Regions from separate parts of the Mus musculus genome. Here all the other regions are linked to region 2. A link is a contact called in public promoter capture Hi-C data. All regions are on one chromosome and are shown on one strand. Each heading gives the region's core, a stretch centred on a gene start, on an enhancer-like site or on the middle of the called end of the contact. The rest is flanking DNA. Distances are from core to core; before and after follow the strand shown.

The links. Promoter capture Hi-C pulls out the DNA fragments that hold promoters and counts their contacts.
Region 1: a promoter capture Hi-C map of macrophages shows a contact between it and region 2, with 6 read pairs. The contact joins the promoter of Slamf9 here to the promoter of Dusp23 in region 2. A contact is called at or near these places in 7 of 39 promoter capture datasets (the HPC-7 cell line, hematopoietic stem and progenitor cells, hippocampal neurons and 4 more), 1 of 15 datasets of contacts at CTCF or cohesin (embryonic stem cells), 43 of 484 Hi-C or Micro-C datasets (the AML12 cell line, B cells, CD4 T cells and 31 more), 13 of 115 datasets of contacts at active chromatin or transcription factors (embryonic forebrain, embryonic hindbrain, embryonic midbrain and 10 more) and 5 of 9 other capture datasets (adipose tissue, embryonic stem cells, liver and 2 more).
Region 3: a promoter capture Hi-C map of pre-B cells shows a contact between it and region 2. The contact joins the enhancer-like site here to the promoter of Dusp23 in region 2. A contact is called at or near these places in 10 of 39 promoter capture datasets (the C10 cell line, the HPC-7 cell line, HPC-7-derived erythroid cells and 8 more), 1 of 484 Hi-C or Micro-C datasets (myocytes), 3 of 115 datasets of contacts at active chromatin or transcription factors (embryonic basal ganglia, embryonic forebrain and large pre-B cells) and 3 of 9 other capture datasets (adipose tissue, liver and macrophages).

The regions. Positions count from the first base shown.
Region 1 is chr1:172,473,782-172,477,302 of GRCm38.p6, reverse strand. It overlaps Slamf9 (SLAM family member 9), which reads right to left and starts at 1,943. Exons shown (of 4, transcript NM_029612.4): 1 at 1,764-1,943; 2 at 829-1,170; 3 at 1-97. The coding sequence starts at 1,806. It also overlaps the pseudogene Gm7804.
Region 2 is chr1:172,631,367-172,634,968 of GRCm38.p6, reverse strand. Dusp23 (dual specificity phosphatase 23) reads left to right here and starts at 1,995. Exons shown (of 2, transcript NM_026725.2): 1 at 1,995-2,353; 2 at 3,143-3,602. The coding sequence starts at 2,087. The coding sequence ends at 3,328. It overlaps Gm35601 (a long non-coding RNA gene), which reads right to left and starts at 1,989. Exons shown (of 5, transcript XR_001779542.2): 1 at 1,828-1,989.
Region 3 is chr1:172,431,292-172,435,320 of GRCm38.p6, reverse strand. No RefSeq gene overlaps it. Among named protein-coding and RNA genes, the nearest start is that of Slamf9, 42 kb to the left of the region's middle. Within about 2 kb of position 1,355, at least 55 of the 459 cell types and tissues checked have an H3K27ac peak or open chromatin away from gene starts, as enhancers often do. A contact at or near this core is called in adipose tissue, liver and pre-B cells, where this site is marked.

The sequences.
Region 1 (3,521 bases), core at 694-3,193, 160 kb after region 2:
ATGCCTGCTCTCTCTATGGAGCACGTCAGAGATATATTACAGACACCTTCCTCTGAGATGTTAGAGTTCACAGTGATGTGGGGCTTTGACAGCCTCCCTAAAAGAGAAGAAAATAGACCCATTGAACATTCCAGAGTTGGGTCTGTTTTCCTAGTCTCTCAAGCCTTGGGTATTCTTGCTATCTTGAGAGGTATTTATTATAATATTATTTATTATTATTTACTCAAACAATAAATAAGCAAAATCAAATAAAACAACCACATAAATTGTGGTTGCAGGGTCCTGAGGATCTGCTGAGACAGATACCCAGCCCTAGAACCTTCTGACATCACTCTCTTAGCTTTACACCCTCTTACCTTCAAATCCTCTTCTATCTCACTGATTACACAGTATAGTATCACCCCTCCCCCTCCCAAAGACCTTTACATGGTAACCATCTCTCCAAGACCCAAAGTAGATTCAATGTGGCAGGTGAAGAAATTTTGTTTCAAGTAGGGAAAAATGTTTATTAATCCTCGAACCACTCAGGGGAATAAAGGCTTCGAGAGCTGTTTATCTAGAGCAATCTCCTTGGTGAAAAAGAGCCCTTTGATGCTCTATACACCATCTTTATCTTTCTTACTGCTTTGGGCACCTCCATGGAAACAGCCTCAGTGTCCATTGCCTCCTTGTTCCTGTTCATTTTCCCTGTGGCTGAAGCTCAGGCACTGGAACAGACCACACTACAAGCAGTCTGCCTTCCAGTTTCAGCCTCTTAAGGCTTACCTCAGCTCCCGAGCTTCCATGCCAAGCTCAGGAAAGCCAGAATAAGGGGAGTCTTAAACTCACGGTAGACACGGAGATGGTAAGACTTCGTGATGTGGGACTCAGATGTCTTCAAGTTGACTTGGGCGTTGTAAAGCCCTGAGTCTTCCCAGGTCAGATTGCTAATATGCAGGGAGTAGCTGGACTCAGAGATGCTCACTCTGCCCCGGTATCGAGGATCCACTGCCATGATAACGGCTGGCTGTCCCTTTTTGCCTGGCTTCACGATGGCAATGTTGTTTTGAAAGAGCCAGTCTATGTGCTTAATTTCTTCATTGGATGGTATTTCCAGAGAGAGGTTGATAGACTCTTGCAGGACACCAACCACTTCCTCAGGATCCTCATCATCTCCAGAAAACCCTTTGGCTGAAAAAGAGATGCATACAGCCTGGCTGATATCTCTTGGTGGCTGCAGTTAGGTAACAGAGTAGCTATGACTCATCTGCCTCTGAGCACCTTCTCTAGCTCTATGCACCATCGTAGGACTCTCTAGCTACCTCTTGTAGTTCTAGATTTCCACTGCACCTGAGTTGATCAAGGATCTGGGAGGGGGTGGGGTCAGGGAGGGGGAAGAGATGGTCCCCATTGATCTCTTCACCATTTCCCTTCTTTTTTGTCCTTCTGGAACTGCAACCCCATGCATGTCACCCAGATATACCCTCTCATCCTGCTCAGAGGCCATAACCCACTCCTTGGAGTTCAGAGTAGAAATTCCCCCAACCTAGCCTGAGATTCAGCTACATCACATGTAGGCATGCATTCAGCACAATCCACATCAATGTACAACAGTGATACATGCACACCCATGTTTATTGCAGAGCGAGTCACAATCATCCTTTGGTGCCCCATCAACAGAAGGGCTGACACACTCATCCCCAAAGGAAGGGTCTTGCCAGCCTAAGGCCAAGTGGAACAGAGGGTATAAAGACAGTCTTATACAGGAGCAGGGAGCCACTCACCTTCCTGAAGCAGCAGCAGGAGTGACCACAGAAGGGCCCCCATATTGGCAGCTCTTGCCTGGGAAGAGTGACTTGGTCAGCTGGCTAGGCTGTGGAAACACAAGCTGGTAAGGGGTCCATAGAGGCAGAATGACTGGTTGATACTGGCAGGAAGCAGAGAGGGAAATAATTCTCCCTCCAACTTCCTCTGTACACATTAAACTCCTCCCTGGCCCTCATGGAAATGTGCCTCTCCTCCGTCTAACAGTCAGATGATGTAAGCCACTGTCTCAGATTGCCCATCCCCCAAACCAAACCCAAATCTCACTTCCTAATACAGACTTTGACTTTTCTATCTCCAGCCAGCTGCATGCCCAGATCCCGTAGAAATCACATATGCACGTGCTTCGAACTACCCAGCTGTCGGCCCTCTGAACACTCTCGCCCACCCCCTCAGTATTTTCTATGCTGCTGTGATCTTTATCTCCCCTGAGAGAGTCTATCTTTTATTTCCACTGTTATGTTTCACTGTTCCTAGCCCCTGCTAAACGCATCTTCATGGCATTAGAAAAGATGAGCGTGGGAAGTCTTCTATTTAAAGCTATTTGTATTCCCATTTGTGATGCTGTCTTCCATCCACCTTTCTGCTTTGCCTGGTGTCTGCAAACAGTTTTGACCACTCAGTGCTACTGCCATCTGATTCAGTGGCATGAGCGGTGCAGACTAGTCCCTGGAGTGTCTGAACATCAAGTCTTCACTGGGAACTTCTGGTTGGGCACAGAAGACACCTGCAAACCTCCAGTCTGCCACCTTGGCCAAGGAGCAGTGAACTCAGGAGCAGGTATAGTCCTTCCACACTGACAGATTTTTGTAGTCACAGCCTTTTCGGCTACACTTGTTTTTCCTTCTCCATCTCTTCAGGCTCCCTATAGGAGTAGAGATTAGACATGACCTGATGAGAACTATGGGTGCTCCCCAGAGATGGTGTCACATGTGTGCAGAACTTCCCAAGCCAACATCCACCAAGTAGGATTCACTGGGTGAGTACCCTTGTTGCATGCAATGTCAATGTCAATAGTACTGAGGAGAATGTGCGTTACACAGAGCAACGGCAGACAGGTTGACATAAGACACCTTTGTGATGGGCTGGGGATCAGCTCTGGGATTGGTGACTAGCAAAAGCCATCGCTTCCTGAAGTCCTCTTAGTTTGAGTAATGAAAGTCTTTTGCAGGAGCAAAAGTCAGGACAGCTAGCTGGCCCCAGGGGTTCCTGGAGGCAATGAAGTTGACATCAGCAGGATTCCCAATGCCAGTAATGGCTGGAGCTGAAAGCAGCAGCATCTCCCAGCTCCTCCTAGGGTTTTTGTTTGTTTGTTTTGTTTTAACGTAAATCCTCTCACTTTGTCTTTTGAAGATTTACTGTTCCATAAGGAAGACAAGATTGGTGCCACCTAAGAGGGTTCTTACTGCAAAGAATTTGAGGACATCCTCCTTCTCCACTGGCAGGATATCAAGTGTTCCAGAAACTATGTGAATTTGGTTTTTGTTTTTGTTGTGACATGAATTGAGAGGGACATCACATAGGCCCTCTGCCTGGACAGCAAGATAAGGCTAATTCTCTCTTAAAATACTGTTTCAGGTCAAGAATAGTGGCACATACATTTTAATATCAACACTCAGAAGGCAGAAGCAGGTGGATTGCTCTGAGTTTCAAGCCAACCAGGGCTACATAGTGAGACACTATCTCAAAAAGAAAACAACAATAATAATGACAGTAAT
Region 2 (3,602 bases), core at 746-3,245:
GGAAGGGCGAGGAGAGACGTGGAAAGTTCTTCCCTGACACGTGGAAGGTAGACAGAGAAAGCAGAGAACCCAAGAAGTGATCTGCCCACACGGACAGTTCCTGGAAATGTTACTTCCAGACACAGCTGTCTGCCGTCAAGGTTCGTTCCCACTGAGCCAGAGCAGGCAATCCACCTCGGAAAGGAGAAATCCTTCCATTTTGCTGATGCCGTGGACAGCCCTCCCGCTGCCCGGTTGCTGAAACAATGGACTCCACGATCCTGGAATTTCCCCCGAGAGCCTCACGCAGGAGAAGGGAAAGACTGGGAGCCTGGTGTTTGAGAGATGGGGAACTTGTCTCCTTGTATGAGAGACGAAAGCAGAGGCTAGGGTGAAGGGGGGCATGGAGAACCACACCTTGACCAGGAACACTCAGTTATACATAACTCTTACCTTCTACCTAAGCCTAATCCTCATACCAGGACCCTAAAGATAGACTTGGGTGGTAGGGACTGGACCTCCTTGTTTCTCTCACTAATGTAGCACACTGAATAAACCACCTCCCGCTTTCACTAGCAGGTTTATTTAATTGGCCCATTGAAGAGACAAGTAGCCCATCTTGGCTTGTTATGGCTCCCAAGGCCCAGATTTTCACCCTAATGACCAGCAACCAAGGGAGGGTAGGATGTCTTCATACCCAGGTCTTGTGGGCTTAGGTCAGTATGTCCCTAGGCCCCCGGTTAAGAAAATACCCAGGGTTTTAAACACAAAATGTTTGGAAGAATGTGAAGATGGCTGTGTAACACTGTCATTTCCTGGATGACTGTAGGAAAGTGTGCCATTAAAAGATTCTGGAGAGGGGGACAGAACAATGGCTCAGCAGTTAAGAGCACTGGCTGCTCTTCCAGAGGTTCCATCCCCAGCACCTACACGGCAGCTCACAGCTGTCTGTAACTCCAGCTCCGGGAGTCCTGACACCTTCACACAGATACACATGCAAGCAAAACACCAATGTACATAAAATAAAAATAATAATAATTTTTAAAACAAGATTTCGGAGCTGGAGAGATGGCTCAGCAGTTAAGAGTACTGACTGCTCTTCCGGAGGTCCTGAGTTCAAATTTGAGCAACTACAAGTTGGCTCACAACCAGCTGTAATGGGATCCGATGCCCTCTTCTGGTGTGTCTAAAGACAGCTACAGGGCACTCATATACATAAGATAAACATTTTTTTAAAAGAGAGAGAGATTCTGGAGAATGGTATCTTCCTTAGCTTCCTCGGTGCCTCAGTTTTCTCATCTCTAAAATGGGGTTACTGTGATCACCTACCTTATGGCGATTAATTAACATATATAAAAAGTATTTGCACAAGTACCTAACACAAAGCAAAAGCTTAAATGTTGTTAACCCTTATGTTGTTGATAGTGGTTACTATATTACCCTGAGTACCATTTCCAGTGCCACATATTTCCCCACCCCCCATCCTTTAACTACTGTCGGCAGTAGAAAAATAAAACTTTCTATTGTCTGGGACATAGTAGTTCCCTCTTACTTCAAGAACTCAAGAAGACAGCAACCATGACTGCTTGGTCATTGAAGAGATTACCTACTCACACCCGCGCCCAGGCAGAAGTAGATTTTTCTATCACTATTTAAACCCCTTGTATAAAAACTATGAAGAGACCAGGCCGTTAGGCGGCTGGCCCACGATGCAGTAGCTCCAACGCACCACCAGGGAGCAGCAGAGCCCAGCCCTGGGCTGTTTTCTCTACAGGAGCAATTAATTGGTTCCAGGCTTCCTTAGTGCCTTCACTCCCCGCTGCAATAATCACGCTTGTTGTTGATTACCCAGCCTATCAACGAGTGCCCTGCTCGCGTCCGTTGGGCTGTAGGGTTTCTCTGCCTGCCTTGGAGCCGTCTTAGCCCCGCCCCCGCTGTTCAGCCAACCCTGGGTGGGGAGGAGCGTCACGGGGGAGGGTCCAAGAGACTACGTGGCCCGCTAGGGCAAGTGCTGAGCGGGGACGGAATCCAGCCCCAGAGGGGGGGTGACCCAATCTCCCGGCAGAGTAGGAAAGGCCAGCCTCGCCCTGAGTAAACTCCCCCCACGATGGGCGTGCAACCCCCCAACTTCTCCTGGGTGCTTCCGGGACGGCTGGCCGGACTGGCGTTGCCCCGGCTGCCCGCGCACTACCAGTTCCTGCTGGACCAGGGTGTGCGGCACCTGGTGTCCCTGACGGAGCGCGGACCCCCTCACAGTGACAGCTGTCCCGGCCTCACGCTGCACCGAATGCGCATCCCTGACTTTTGCCCGCCGTCCCCGGAACAGATCGACCAATTTGTGAAGATCGTGGACGAGGCCAATGCCCGGGGAGAGGTCAGCACGCTCGTGAGCCAGAGCGAGAGGGCGGGGCCTGGAAGGAAATGAGTGGGCGGGGCCGGAGCTGGAGTCCGAAAAGAGTGGGAGAGCCTGGGGTTGGGGGCGGGGGTGACAGGGCTAAGTGGGGTGGGAGCTAGATGGACCCACTCCCTGACTAAAGTCAACTATGCTGCTAGGAGAGGTGGTGCCAAGTAGGCTGGAGAGAGAGTACTGTCAAGTGAAATCCTTCCAGGAGTCCAGGGAGCGCCTATGTCAGACGGAATCAGTTCAAAGCCCTTTTACTAGAGGTCCAAATGTCATAGAGACACACTTGTAATTTTAAATTTTACTAGCAGCTACGTTTTAAAAAAAAAACAAAAACAAAAAACGAAAAAGATGAAAAAGAAGCAGGTGAAGTTAATTTTGTACTAATCCAATAAGTCAAAAATATTATTTCAACATAGAATCAATATGAAACAAATTATTAATGAGGCATGTCCAGTCTTTTTCATGCCGCATCTTCAGGGCCTGGTAAGTATTTTGCACCTCAGCTCAGTTTGGACTGACACATTTCAGGAAAAATAGCACCACAAGTGGCTGGATGTACTATACAAGACAGCACAGGATAGAGGCCAGGCGATGTAGGCTGAGAGCCCAAGTTGGAACCAGCCATTCCAGAGGCCTCCTAGTCACCTGTCCTCCCACAGCTTTGATGTCACTTCTTGGAGAGCCTGTGATGTGTGGGGTGAGGACAGGGGAGTATTGGGGAGGGCATTGGACTCTACTCCATCAGTCTCCACTTCACAGGCTGTTGGAGTGCACTGTGCCCTAGGCTTTGGCCGCACTGGCACCATGCTAGCCTGCTACTTGGTGAAGGAGCGGGCTTTGGCCGCAGGAGATGCCATTGCTGAGATCCGGCGCCTGCGACCAGGATCCATTGAGACGTATGAACAGGAGAAGGCCGTCTTCCAGTTCTACCAGCGAACAAAATGAGGACTTCAACAGCCCGCCTTTCCCCCTCCCCAACTCCTGCGGCCAGGGAGGAAGGGGAGTGAACTAAAGTACTGCATCCTTCAGGTCCCTCTGACTCCTATTGGACAAAAGTAGTCCTTCCCCAAAGCCATAACGTGGCCGGCAGGATGGCCGAGACCCCACAAAAATGAGGTAATAACTGATAAGAACTCATCACCGCTGCATAGCATGTACACAGCACTCCCAATACATCTGGGTGGTTGAAAAGACAAAAAAAAAAAAAACAAAAAAAAAA
Region 3 (4,029 bases), core at 106-2,605, 200 kb after region 2:
GCCTAGAGTTCTTGATCTGCAGCCAGCAGCAGGAGGATATATGAGACCTCAAGCCTCCCCCCGCCCCCCATGGTGACACATTTTCTCCAGCAAAGCCACACCCACCCCTACAAGGCCACACCTCCTAATACTGCCCCTCTCTATGGATCACACATTCATACCCAGGAATCTATGAGGGCCATTCCTATTCAAACCACATGACCATCTACTCTGGGCTTGCTACTAGCAGGGAGAGGAGTCATCAATTGCATTTGGAAGATTCTGCGGCAGGAAGAGACTAGGAAAGAGACTAGGGAAGCTTCATAGTTTGTGGGAGTGTTTCTGCGCTCTCTGTCAGGGACTAAATGTTTGTCCATCTCCCCCAACCCAGCTGTCCTCAACTTTGTATGTTAAAACCTTAATCTTACAGTGTTTGAAAGTTGAGCCTATAGGAAGCAATCAGACCCTGGTGATAGAGCCATCATAAATGGAGCTAGTACCTTTCTTAGAAGCTGGGGGGTTGCAGGGGAGAGGGCCGTTGGGGGTGGGGGACTCTTCCACTGTCCTCATTGGAACACAGCGGTGCCACACTCGGCCCCCAGGCTTCCCCTCTATGGAACGTTGAGAAATAAATGGATATCACGTATAAATCACATAGAGCAGCCCTTGGTCAGAGCAACAAGAACTAAGACTGATAAAATTGCTGGTCTGGGAAGCTGGAGGCAGGCTAACCGGAAGTACCTAGGGGACTGTCTCCAGGAACATATTTCACTTTCCCTGGTCGGTCCTGTCTTAGAAACCGAGGCCAAACCTTGGAGAAATGCTATTTTTAGCTGAGTCCTGGCTTTCTTGTGCCCATTAATGCAGCAAAGCTGGTTTGACTCTTCCGTTGCTTGCTGCAAAGGCTGTAGGTCGACTATCTGTGGCCATATATGAACCAGCCACGGCCTGTTTTATACCCTGTTCCTTAACAACAACCAGAAAATAAAGCATACAGTTACAACCTAGAATTTCGCCTTTGAGCTACTCAGCCTTCTGGTTTGTTTTCTTGGTTGTTTTTATTATTTTTTGTTGTTGTTTTTAGGTTGGGGAGGGGTTGTTTGTTTTCTTAGCTTTTTTGCGACAGGATGTCACTATATAGCTCAGGCTAGCTTTGAACTCCCAACTATCCTGCCTCAGCCTCCTGACTGCGAGGGTATAGCACCCCCACACACACACACCCCCAAGCTCCACTCCCACCCCCCACTATCTTCAATGCCTAGCTCTGTCAGTCATCCTTCTTTGATTATTGTTCTCTATAACTCAGAACGCCTACCCAATCCCCACCCCAACCGGAGTAGCACACTCAGGGTCCTCCTCACTGAGTCTTTTTCTCTGGGGACTTTTATATTTCCTCTGCTTATTTTTAGCTATGACTTCTGTCGCTGAATTCTCAGTCTTTATGCTTCAATGGCTTCTCATAACAATTTTATTCTTTCTCTGAGGTGAGGGGATGCTGGACCTGTAACTTCACTCACCAAAGCAGCAATTTCCCAGAGGGCTTTGCTCTTCTACCCATGGGCTGTGTTCTAAAACTGCCCCCGCCCCCAGGAGATAGAAGTCCGAGGCCAGAGATCATACTGTACATACCTGTGATTACATTTAATTTCTAAATTAGGCCCAGTAAGAGGTTAGCAGTTAATAATGAAATATAACGATTAATATATTATCACATAGATTCTGTGAATGTGGCCCCTCGAAAATACCTCGTTGTATCCTCACCCTCTCTCATAAAGGATGCCCTGTGATGCTGCACTTTGTGGTGTCCGAATTGCCAGCATCACTGCTCATGTGCTTCAGGACCACTGCTCAGTAAGACGAAGTTAAACACAAGCACTGTGAGACCTTCAGTTGACCTTATAAACAAGATGGCTAAGTGGCCAATGGGAAGGTAGTGCATACTGCATGGATACCCCGGACAACGAGGGAAGTCTACCTGGGAAGGATGAAGCAAGGCGGCATGAGATTTCATCACGATTCCCAAAGCAGCATGCAATTCAAAGCCTGAGAGCTATTTATTTCAACGGAATTTTCCATTGGACATTTGACCTTAGATAACTTAAATCATCACGGGGGTGGGGGTGGCGAGAGGGGGAACCACTGATAAGGGAGGCCTGCTGTACAGAGCAGACTAGACTAGTCCCCAGAACGACTGGGAAAATAAAGAAATACACTTATCTCAGACGTAGGCAGCAATACCCAGTCGGAAGCCCCCGGTCATAAATGTAGCTTCCATTTCTCAGCACAGGGACTTTCTCGCTCCCCACAGCTCTTCTTAAATGTCAGCGCACCATGCATGGCAGCCTCTCCCTTTGTCCTTCTATACCTACGCTTGACACTCCTCTCTTTAAACAAAGTTGCACTGCATTTATTTATTTATCTGTTTATTTGGATGCACACACCACAGCACACATGTGGAAGCTAGAAGACAATTCATAGGGTTCTCTCCTCCTACCATGTAGGTCCTGAAAATCAAGTTCGGCTCCTCAGGCTTGGCCGCAAATGTGCTTACCCCCTGATCCCTCTCACTGGCCTCTTCCCATTCCTCCCACATGCCCGTTCTCTATCCCTCACTCCACTTGCAAACACTTAAAATACAACAGTCATCCAGCCCTCATCAGGTCCTGTCAGACCATACAAGGCTACACCATTCTTGAACAAAAAGCTCCATCCATACATTTGATTAATGAATTGGAATAGAAAGAGAGAAAGGAAGGAAGGAAGGAAGGACAGAAGGAAGGACATGACTGCTCCTAGGTACGATGAAGTAGGAGAAAGTTTATTGTGCATAAGAGTGAGAGAATAGGCAGAGTCAGAAACATCTGGGAGAGTCCAGAATAAACATGACTCTGGCTGGGCTATGTGAGGATAAGGGGGTGGAGCTAGGAGACTAGGAGACCAAAAGGCCAGGAGGGCACACAAAGAACCCGCAAAGCCAAAGTGGTTGGATTACATAGGGAATGGCAGCCCAGCCCCTAGGCTGGAGAAGTTTAGGGTAGGGTGGGTTACACCAGCCATAACCTATAATAGGTAGGGACTGAGGGATTCTGGGAGAACCTGGCAGCTAGAGACACTTTGATATATTAAATAGACATATCAGCTGGCAGTTTGTCCCAGGTTTGAGACCTAACATTCCAGTCTTTTTGTTGATAAGAAATGACAAAGGGTAACAATCTTTTCTCCGACAACTTCCTGCTGTCTGCTGGGGCCTGCTGGCTGTTGTTGAGGAGCCAAGAAGGCTGGACTTCTAGCCAAGGTGCAGGGAGGGGGTGGGGATGTCTGGGGGTTGGAGAATGCAAGCTGTTTGGCCTGCTGACCAGGCTGTGTGGGATCATTGGAAGCTAGGGAAGTGCGGGCCAAGTTGAAGCTGAGGCTGGACTGCCTGAAGCTAGCCACTCTGGAGCTGTGTGGGTTGCAGATTCTGAGGAAATTAAATACCTGGGGCTGGGGAACTGCTGAAGAGTACAGTTGATTTGAAATCTGCTGGGACAGAGACTAGGGACAGAGTGTAAAGTTAAGGGGTTAAAGGAAAAATTTTTTATCTTGGGTGTACATTTGAAACTTCCAGGTAGATGTACAGTAGATAAACAGTCCTGATATCTGGGGAAGGGGAGCCCCAAGACCAGGAGAGAGATCTCATCCCCCCCCTCAGGAAGAGGAAGGTGGGACACTTGTGAGTGCTTATCTGGAGTCCCTTGGACCTCTTAGAGAAGCAGATGTGAGTTAACTCCCTGATGTTTACATGAAAAAAAATTTTTTTAACTTTACGGAGATTAAAAAGTTTTAGATATGTTAGCATTACCACTGTTTGTAATCCGTACTGAAATCCACATTGTAGAAAGAGCAGTTGACTTATTATGCCTTTGAGTCATAGTAAAAGTTTGGGAACCCAAAATGATTCAGGGTTAAAAGCCTCTAGGAGTTGATCTCCTTTCCAAGTCTGGGCAAGGTAAGCTGTCTTTCTCAGTAAGTAGCTCTAGGAAAGCAAAGCTTGAGGCCTGATTTTTACCT